Regions from separate parts of the Gossypium raimondii genome. Here region 1 is linked to region 2. The links are chromatin contacts, called in public Hi-C maps. All regions are on one chromosome and are shown on one strand. The core of a region is the stretch at or near the end of the contact, and the rest is flanking DNA. Distances in the headings are between cores, read along the strand shown.

Region 1 (5,455 bases), core at 1,983-4,482, 130 kb before region 2:
CCGACTCCTTCCATCCGACCCAGATACCCCAAAAAATCCTATTGCTTCCACCCGATAAGAATGCTAAAAACTAAGACCAGTAATGACCGAATCAGCTTTGCTACCATTAACTCTTGTTTCTAAGAGGCCAACAATATTCAGCTTTTACCCTCTATTATACTCATGAAAAAATCCCAAAAACTTATTACTAGCACACCTTTGACAATTCCACAAAAAAAATAGATAAACTCGTGAATATATAGGAAATTAAAAGAGGAAGAAAACGTATCATATTACATGTCAGTTAGATACATTCGTTACGATTTCTCATCACTACTATGTCCCTCCTTTTTAGCATCAAAATTAATTTGCGAGCTAATAAGTTTGGCCATAGAATTCATAGTGTCTGCTAGCAGGACCCTCGCATTACCAGAAATTTTAAAACTCCCCCTCTTTCTCAAATTATCTTGCTGATGCCACCATTAGAACGAACAATACCCTTAATTCCTGACCCCCTCCCTTTCGAAGTCGAGGTTCCTTTACCTCTTCCAACCGTGATACCAGTTTCAAGAGGCTTGGCATGATTAATTCCTCCATTATCCTTGAAAGTAAAAGCCGAGTGATTTTTTGGATTAAGAAATTCACTATTTAAATCCACCACTAAATCAACCAACCCATCAAAAGTGGGGTTAAAGTGGGCATTTATACCCAAGGGAACCGACCCCTTCCCAAGAATTTAATAAAATCAGTTGAGAATCAGATTTGGAACAATGACCTTTTCATCCTTTCCATTTAACGCACTACTCGAACCAGCTTGTTTTAAAAATTCTAAAAAATTCGCTTCACACACATCCTGTTCCTTGGAATTTTTCGTCTGATTTAGGTTCGTTTGTTTGCCAGTAAAATATTTTCTGAAAAATAATTTCTCGAAAATAATTTACTTTTCTAGAAATAATTTACTTTTCTGATGTTTGGATGAATCTGTGTAAAATATTTTTTGTTGTTTGACAGATTTCCTGAAAATATTTTCCGGAAATCCTAAATATAATAAATTTTATATTTAATACAATAAAATTTACATCAATAGTGGAACGAAATACAAACCGAGAGCTTTTTCAGAAGCAAATTGATTAATTGGAAACCAGTTGACGAGATTGTTTTACATGTAACAAACAGGGTGTATTAAATAAAAGAGCAAGCATCCTTTGGAAATGAATAAAAGTAATGTGGTAGACTGAAAAGTAGAAACCATTTGAATCCACCCAATCCTCAACCTTACGGTCGCCTTGAAAATTTTGAGAAATCTGAGCGTCTACGCTCCACATATGCTATTTTCCCCTCGTTCCCTTCTTCAGTTCCATAAAATATGAGTGTCGCATTTCCACCAACTTCCTGAAAAAATGTAAAGGAAATGAAACAAGTGAATTTTCAGATTGAACAGTTTTTTTAAAAAAAAAAAAAGGGTTGCTTATGATTCGAATCCAGATCAAACACACTGCTCAGATTGCATGTAAGACGAACAACGAGTATCATGCGAAATAAAAGCCTCCATCTTTCTCGTTGCTTACCAAACGGGACATTATGTTACTTCCATAACCAGCATCAAAACTTCCCACCTGCGGCATATCCAATCAGATAATTCCAATCAGGGCAACAAATTTACAAGCATGTAGCATCAGCACCACCATCCAAAGATGAAAATTACAAAAACAACAAAGTTGGAGCAACAGAAAATATGATTTGTAAGCACCTTGGGACCAGTTTGACCGAAAATAGCATTATCTGCAGCAATGGTCAGATCACAAACCATATGTAAAACATGCCCTCCTCCAACAGCATAACCAACAACCTGATTTATAAGAATGACAACAATTTAAATAATGAAAACTAATGTAATCCAACAAAAAATAATCACTGTCACTAATTATTTTAGAAATAGAAGAAAAAAGATTACCATTGCTATCACTGGTTTTGAAAAAGATGCATGCAAGGGAATGTAACAACTTGCCAAGAGAATAGTCCATAAGTTCCTTATAGCACTACACTAAACATGTAATACTACAGGTATGCTTATGCCAATGAACCAATGTTCAAAAATTTTGTACTAAACCATAAAAGCTAATATGTGTTTTACTGTAAGTGCAGAGCAGAATAAACTTCCATTCAACAATCCAATTAATGACTTTCATCATGCCACAGTTCAAGCAAACCATAAAACTTCATGAGCATAAATAAGAAAGAAAGGTTCATTGGATTAATGACAACTAGGAATTTTTTCAATCAAGCTTTATCACTCTGGAAGTGGTGTAACAATGTCGACAATGCCACTGCTAAAGCCCCCAATAGTGATGTGAACAATTTAACAACTGATTGTAGCTGCAAATAACAGTATAACACAAAATACTAGCGATACCAGTCCAGAATTTAAAGCTAAACCAATACCTTTTATGATATGAAACACAGTAACAAGCCGCAAGATGGAAAATAGAAAATCAAATACAGCAAAGTGATGCAGAGGTAGAAAGTAGACAACTTAATCGAACCATAACTAAAAAATCTCATTACTCAATACTCAAGTAGAAACTCAAAAATTTAAGACCCAAAATAAGAAAGCAAAATGCATCAGGGGATTGACAACTAGGAAAATTTTCAATCACTATAGAACCAAGACTGAAAACCCAGTCAATGTGAAGGAAACCTTTACCATATGCTAAATATCCAGATCAGACCTCTTCGACCAAAAACAATAATGGATTGGTTTTTACGGTTTTTCTAAAATTCAGTAAAAATTCACTTACAAATTTAACAGACCCATTTCGAGTGAAGTAACCTTGATAAAAAGAAGACTGAGATTATACCTTAATAGGACTGTGGCTGCTAATTTTTTAGGGTTTCTTCAAAATACAGACTTGGTAAGGACGACGGTCGACCGACAGAGAAGAGGAGGCAGAGATGATGAGGTGAGGCCAACGAACAGAGATGAGGAGGAGAGGCGGAGGCTGATGGACAGAGGAAGGGAGAACCACTGCGATGAGAGTGAAGAGAAGAGAATGGAAAATGTCTTACATGTTAAGAATCGGTAAGACCTTTTTCGGAAATTATGAAATGATTTACTCGTATTTTGGAGAATGTTTTCCTATAGAAATTCATTTTCCAGCAAACAAACACAGTAAAATTTAGAAAATATTTTCTGGAAAACATTTTCACCCTAAACAAATGGACCCTTAGTCCCACTATGACTTCGGGGACCTGCTGTGAAGAAGAGGAAATTAAGTCAAATTTTAAAGCAATCTCAATTGGATCAGAAAGCTTACCTGGACTTTCGTGTGTGGGCCTTGAATGGGTTCTTATTTCTATTAATCCTGGTCCGTTGCCCTCCATCACATCAACGTTACCAACAGGCCCATAAGACTGGCCCACTTTGCTTAAAACAGGCTACTCCTTAGCCGATTCCCCCATTTGTGAAAGTGACTTTTTTTTTTTTTTTTAAATTCTCCTATATGGGACATGACCCACGAAAATTCCTCCATTATCGCTCCATTCATGCCATCTCCAATCTTCGACAAAACATTAAATCAGAAGCCCATCCCTTGTTTAGGCAATATTTTTGTTGTTAGATTCTCATTACCCCTTGAATTCTTCCGAGATTTTCTTTCAACGAACATCCATGGGCCAAACGATTCCGGCGACTCCTTCATCTTCTCCTTCTCCGGTAAGTCCACTATGACTGCTTCTTTGGCCATTTCACCATCCATCACAGTTTCTTTGGAAGGGAAAAGATCACGCACGTGGCTATATCGGCCACACAAAAAGCAAACCGCCAGCAGCAACTCGTATTCAACGCGTTGCACCATGCCGTTGATCAAAACATGTGGTATGAGCGGTTTGTTTAGATTGATAAAAACCGCCGTACAGGCAAACCGTCCTCTGGATCCACAATCTGTTTTAAAGTCAAGTTTAGTCACCTTACCAATTAGACTGCCGATTTCTTCCAAAATTTTCCTCTTATAAAAGACCCCCGGTAAAGTAGGAAAACGAACCCAAGCCATGACATGATTCGGGAACGGCTGAAGGGGATTGAAATCTGGACTCCACGGTTGAACCGTGAGGTATTGTCCAAAGACAGTCCACGGCCCCTGAGTGAGCGCCTTTTCATAATCGTCCTTACTCTGAAATTTGACTAGATAATAGTCATTCTCAACGTGATGTGAAGGCTTCCAGAGACTTAAGGATCCGATTTTGCAGTGTGGAATAGGCTAAATTACATCCCAACAATTTCACCACCACCGTGGTTGCCATGTCTCTAATCAAAATCTGTTGGATTCTCTTAGAGAAGTTGGTCGTGGGAACTCCATTAATCGTAGTCTTCGTGACATCGCCCTCTAATAACTCAAGATCCTCCTCTCCGGTAGAGCCATGATTTCCCCTTCTCAGCAATTTATCTTTCCATGACTCCACCTGCATTGGAGTCGAATCCACAGCCATAAAACTTTCAATGTTTGTTGTGGGATCCTTAAAACGAACTTTTTTTTGTATTAAGATCTTCATTTGAAATACCCGATCAAGTTTTCCGACATGATAAAAAGAATATGAGAAAATATTGTTACGCTGCTAGTGGAGTTTAGATTCTATAATCAAAATTAGAGGTTGACAAGTGTTTTAAAGGAAGAGACTTGTCAATTTTGTAAGAACGTTTGTAGAACAAAAAAAAAAAAACATTTCATATAAATATATATAAAACATCAAATAATATTGATTTTAACAAAATATTATATTAAAAAATATTCAAGGCTTAGTGCAACTTGATTTGTTTTCTAAATTTATGATATATTAGATTGGGTTGTTTTTACATATTATGTTAAAATTAAATATATTATAATATATAATAATAATTACCCAACTATTTTACCATCCAGGGCATATCAATGTGCCATGGGTCTTGGCTTGTAGCTTAAATTATACCATTATAACTTTAGTCTCTTTTAAATAGTAATAATTCAATATATTCCCTTTAAACCTCTAGAATTTTTTTTTTCCAATTTTATTTCGACCCATCCCACAATTCTGTCTTTGCTCGTAGATGAAATGAAGGAGCTTATCGAAGTAAAAAGTTTTCTGACGTGAAGGAAATAGAATACAAGAATGGCAGATGATGAGGATAATATTCCTGTGTCCTATTTACAACATCGACGGAGTGATGGAATTATAAACAGTCAAATGAGGAAGCTCTTGACTGTCAAATATTTAATCCCTGAAAATACAGTTGCGCTTCTATATCTATAGAGGCCTGCATTAGTACAATCATTGGTGGGTGACCTCAAACTGCAGCCATGTTCCACTTGTCACCACACCATCCATATATACCAATTATCATCAACTATTGGTGCATAATGTCGAAAACTAAATGAAAGATAATTCCCCCATGTCATTAAATTGGTTCAAATATATAATCTACGAGATGATTTGTTAATCCATG
Region 2 (5,299 bases), core at 1,767-4,266:
AAAAACCCTAGTACTTTGATAACTTTGCAAATAAATCCCTAAGATAGTTAGATTAGGTTATTACGATCTTGAAAATATATAAATTACTAAAAACGGGACAAGATTACTTACCCAATTAAGCCAAGTAAGCTTGCTTGAACTGTTTTCTCTTAGCTAGGGTTTCCATAAAAAAATTTGGGAAAGATGATGAAAAAGATGATATTTTCATCATTTAATCAATTATCATCTTTTAATATATTTTATTTCCAATTTCATCCTTTTCTTTAATTAAATTTCCATGGATGAATCATCATCCTTATCTACTAACTTCTCTTAATGGTCTATTTTCCATATAAGGATCTCAAACTTTGAATTCGTAGCTATTTGATACTTATAGCTACTAGAATTAAACTTTTAAATTTTATGCAATTTGGTCATTTTCATCTAATTAAACATACAATCGATAAAATTTTCTTAACAAAAATTTCATAAGATTTTCCTATCATAATTCAGACCATAAAATAATATTAAAATAATTTTCTTTTCAGACTCGGATTTGTGGTCCTAAAACCACTGTTTTGATTTCACTAAAAACGAGCTGTTACATTACCGAAGTGAGCTAATCATCCATAATCGAGATTTGATTTACTAACCTCTTTTGTCTCTTGAGTTTTATTTATTTTATGTAATTTTAGTATTATTATAAAATCCATAAAAACTCTCTTTTTTCTTTTGTACTATAATTTATTTAAAAGTACTAATTAGGTCTTTTAGTGTTTAGGTTAGAATAGATCTAGCACTCGCCTCCCTTGGGTACGATCCTAGGAGTACTTACCTACTTTGTTGTAACACTATGTTACAACTCGACCCATATACTTGCGGATACCACATTGTCATTCTATATTTTATTATAGTATTCACAGTTTGGATGTTAGTACGTCCGAAGGCGGTCACCTAATGTCTTCCAACTCGTGGGGCAATCCTACATAACTTGACTTATGGTTCCACTTGTACAAACGATATATTAGGTGAAACATATGATAAATAAAAACATTTACTGCACAAACTACATATTTATTGATAAATGATGTTTACCTCGTCACCAACGGGAACGTGTATAGGTTGGTGACTCTAGGACATAGAAATAGTATTCGCCACTAAGCCCACAACTGCATTAGCATCAAGAAACCACCGATCGACATCTTATCCGATTGTATTACCCGACAAAGCTCCTAATATAACGTCGATAACACGGCAAATCCCCAACTTAGTTTTGCACATTCACTGAAGTCAATTAGATGTAGAAGCCACCTTACATGTTCCAAATTTCTAGATTTATTGGGCATTAAAATGCCCTCGGTTAACCTTATGATAAATGCTCGAGCATACTGTTGTATGACCTTCTCCGTTGCATCGTTGGGAAGCTTATCGAAAATTTTCTCCAACCAATTGATCAATATCCGACCTTTGAACCTGTTCGGGACCTTCCCCAACATTGCCATGCAAAGGTCCACTTTTCTCTGAACCAACGTTGATCCTGTGATGACTGGCCCATCCACTAGCAGATCGAGCTGTAACGCTACGTCCTCGAGTGTGATTGTACACTCACCGCATAGAAGGTGGAAAGTGTGTGTTTCGGGCATCTATCTTTCCACCAACGTGCTAATTAACATGGGATCGAGTTTGTAGCTCACTTGCATGCGAGACTCATGCAAGAATCCAGGCTCTTGTAGGTACCCACGAATTTCAGGGATCGGAGGCTCCCGAGTATTATATATGAACGCCTCCAGCACACGATTGTCCGCCTATTTATAACATAAAAAATTATTTAGATTTATAAAAAAATATTTAACATAATTAAAAATATCAAGAATTTAAAAATAACGAATTACCATTGCTATTTGGGTGGTGGAAATATGGTTTGTCGCCGAAGCGGATTAGAGAGGCATCCATTCTCGAGAAATTGATTCGAACGAGTAAAATATGATATAATTAAAAAATAGTATTTTAAATGAAAATATAAATAAATTTTGAATAAAAAGTTTGAGAGAGTTTGAGAGAAGGATGTGAATGAAAAAAATGAAAATTGGGAGGTATTTATAGGTTAAAAAAGTTATTGTTAGGTTTTAAATTTTTTTTACCGTTTGGCGCAGCAACGGTCAAAAAATCGTTGCAGTTTACCATTAAGGGAAAGCACATCCAACTGGGCGCGTTTTCTTTATCTGTGGAGAAAACGCGCCCAGTTGGATGCACTTTCACCTTCTCTCTCCTAAAATCGGTCTATTTCCCTAATTAATGTTAAAATTAGCCTAAAGGCCTAATTAAAAAAATTGGCCTATAGCCCTTATTTAGCCGAAAAAATGTATTTTTGATTTATGATTTTATTGATTTTTAATTGATTAAAGGAGCAGAGAAGAAAAGATGACACGAAAAGTTGAGAATGCGAAAAAGGCAATGTTCTAGAGATTTTTTTCCTCAAAAATAGAATTGGTATTAATTAAATTTAAGTCCCTTGAATTACTTGAATGCAAAAATAACTTTACGTACAATGACACATGAAATCTTATCATTGGATCACGTGCTTCAATAGGTTAAAAATTATCACTGTTTATCAAATGTAAAAATAATTTTTTTGAAAAATTTAGGTACCACGTTAGAAGATTTGTCTAAATTTAGATCCCAAATGTTATCCTTATAATTCTTAATTTAAATATAATAATAAAATATAAAGATTTGAAAGGTTAAAATTAAATAAAAATAAAGTGGCATTAGTTTTTTTTATATTTATACAAAGATATCAAAGTTTGTAATGTAAACTAACCAACCAACCTTATCTATGGACACAATGGGTTGAAGTACTACCTACCGCAAGCCACGCAGAAAGATTCTGTTTCCGAACATCAGAACTCAAAAATATCCGAATCCATCCTTGAATTACCCTTACTACCCCCAACATCTCACAATTAAATGACCTTAGTACCCTCAAATTACAGGTGTCAGCTCCCAACTGAACAGATATAAACTCCCAAAACCCTAGCATTCTCTACTCTTTCTCTCTCTCTCACTCACTCACTCGCTTTTGTCCCCGTAGATATCAGAGGGAAAACACAAAAAAAACAGAACTAGGGTTTTAAAGAGAAAGGGAGCAAAAGTGAGAGAGAGGAGAGAAGAGGCAGAAATTTTTAGGATTAGGGTTTTATTATATTGTTCTCTAGGGTTTAGAAAATGGTGGCCGACAAAGGAAAGAAGATGAAAGTAGCAGAGAAAGTAGAGGAAGAGAACCATGATCAAATAGATGGAGACCTCGTCATTTCCATCGAGAAGCTTCAAGAGATCCAAGACGAGCTTGAGAAGGTCCATTTTTATCTACATGCCGCTTTTTCATTTATATAATGCGTGTATATGCTGATTTCCTTTTTCTTCTCATTTCTCCCTTGTTTAAGGTGTATGAGCTGGAAAATTAGCAAATTTTAGAATTTTTTAAATAAAAAATTTGGATTTCCTTGTGTTTTTTTATGGTATAATGTTAATTGAATGATGTTTTAAGTGTCAAAGTATTGAATTTGCTGTAATTTCAATTGCGGGTCGATGAAATAGATGTTTAAAATTTACTGCTCTGGTCGTTAATATTTGTACTTTATCGGCTTTGTATGCTGTTTTTATGTTGGGTTCATCTGAATTATTGTGCTAAGCTTTGTTTTATATGTATATTTATTTGGTGATCTAATGTTGATTGTTAATTCTTGCATCTGATCATCTTTGTAGTATGATTGAGTCCTTTAATGTTTTCTTCCGTGTATCTAAGTGTCCCCTAGCTTTGTTAAGCACAATTTTGATTTCTTCTTTTATTTGTGAAGTTACTTTGGATTATTATGTCTTATTGCGAGGCAGGTGATTTAATGTGGCTATGCTTGCTTACAAGCGTACAGATGAAGTGGTAAATGTCACATGTGGTGTTTCTGATTGTAAGTTTTTCGGTTCTGTTTTTTTGGTTGTAGATCAATGAAGAGGCAAGTGAGAAAGTCTTGGAAGTGGAGCAGAAATACAATGAAGTTCGCAAACCGGTCTATGATAAGCGGAATGAAATCATCAATTCAATTCCTGATTTCTGGTTAACAGCTGTAAGTTATTCTGTTCTTCCCATTTTAATATGGTGAACAATTTGTTAAATTTGTTTACATGTTCAGAAGAACGTATTAAATTGACTTGCATTCTTCATGTGCAGTTCTTGAGCCATCCTGCTCTTGGTGATCTTTTGACTGAAGAGGATCAGAAGGTTTAATGTCACTTCTTTCCCAAAATGAACTTATCATTTTGCGCTTATTTTACTTTCCAACATTGATTTTTGATTTTATTTTTTATAGATGTTTCTTGATGTTTGCCTGAATTTTGTGAATTCTTTCTTATTTTTTAATCTTCTTCTTTTCAATTATTATTCTTGGTAGATATTCAAATATATTAACTCACTTGAAGTGGAGGATTTTAAAGATCTGAAATCTGGATACACTATCACATTTGTAAGTTTATTCAGATTCTTATTCTTACCTTATTTTTGGTGATTGAAGTTGCTCTTAATTTCATTTGCTTGCATTGAACTACTGTTAGAAGAAACATAATTCATACTCTAATATATCTGATGATTTGTTGACCGGCTTTATTATAATTTTTCAGAATTTTAATTCCAATCCGTACTTTGAAAATACAAAGCTTACAAAGACCTTTACCTTCCTTGATGATGGAACCAAAATTACTGCTACCCCAATCAAGTGGAAAGAGGGCAAGGTAAGACGTTCTCTTTTGATGACTATCCTGCTTCTTGTTTTATGTTTTCCTTGGATATCATATGAAATTATTTTCCTTAAATGTTAAGGGCTTGCCAAATGGAGTTAATCATGAGAAAAAAGGAAACAAGCGACAACTTGCCGAAGAAAGGTTTGTTTATCATACCCATCAGTCAATTTTTCTCAGGCTTAGGACTTGAGTAACATAAAACTTGAGATCAGTTTATTAATATCTCCATCACTCCATGCTGTGAAATGCAGTTACTTTGTGTGGCGTGCTATGTTATAAGAGTTGGATTGGTGGTTGGACTGGTCAGACAGCCGGTTACTAGTCCAACCAGTTGAGCAATAGTTAAATAAATAATAAAAGTTTAAAAAAACATAACCAATTGGACTGCCTTTTTCTGGTCATGGTTCCCAGTTTTCTTCCGGTTCATAGCAGTTTGCTCTATTCGTGGTTATATATCATTGTCAAACTGTTTGGACTACTGGTTCCCAGTTCAACCGGCTGGTCCAGTCCGCTTCTGACAATACTGGTG

What was found. Hi-C and Micro-C count contacts between places; a contact is called where the count stands out from the background.
Region 1: a contact with region 2 is called in a Hi-C map of leaf, with 2.0 times the contacts expected there. The contact joins the promoter of LOC105788411 here to the promoter of LOC105788405 in region 2. A contact is called at or near these places in 2 of 2 Hi-C or Micro-C datasets (both in leaf).

What each region holds. Positions count from the first base shown.
Region 1 is chr2:32,630,968-32,636,422 of ASM2569854v1, reverse strand. It overlaps LOC105788411 (1,4-dihydroxy-2-naphthoyl-CoA synthase, peroxisomal), which reads right to left and starts at 3,232. Exons shown (of 4, transcript XM_012615305.2): 1 at 2,838-3,232; 2 at 1,730-1,828; 3 at 1,548-1,595; 4 at 1,091-1,371. The coding sequence starts at 1,789. The coding sequence ends at 1,255. It overlaps LOC105788410 (protein PHYTOCHROME KINASE SUBSTRATE 3), which reads left to right and starts at 4,907. Exons shown (of 2, transcript XM_052627238.1): 1 at 4,907-5,455.
Region 2 is chr2:32,499,884-32,505,182 of ASM2569854v1, reverse strand. LOC105788405 (NAP1-related protein 1) reads left to right here and starts at 3,016. Exons shown (of 11, transcript XM_012615296.2): 1 at 3,016-3,333; 2 at 3,978-4,100; 3 at 4,205-4,255; 4 at 4,425-4,496; 5 at 4,651-4,761; 6 at 4,850-4,911. The coding sequence starts at 3,205.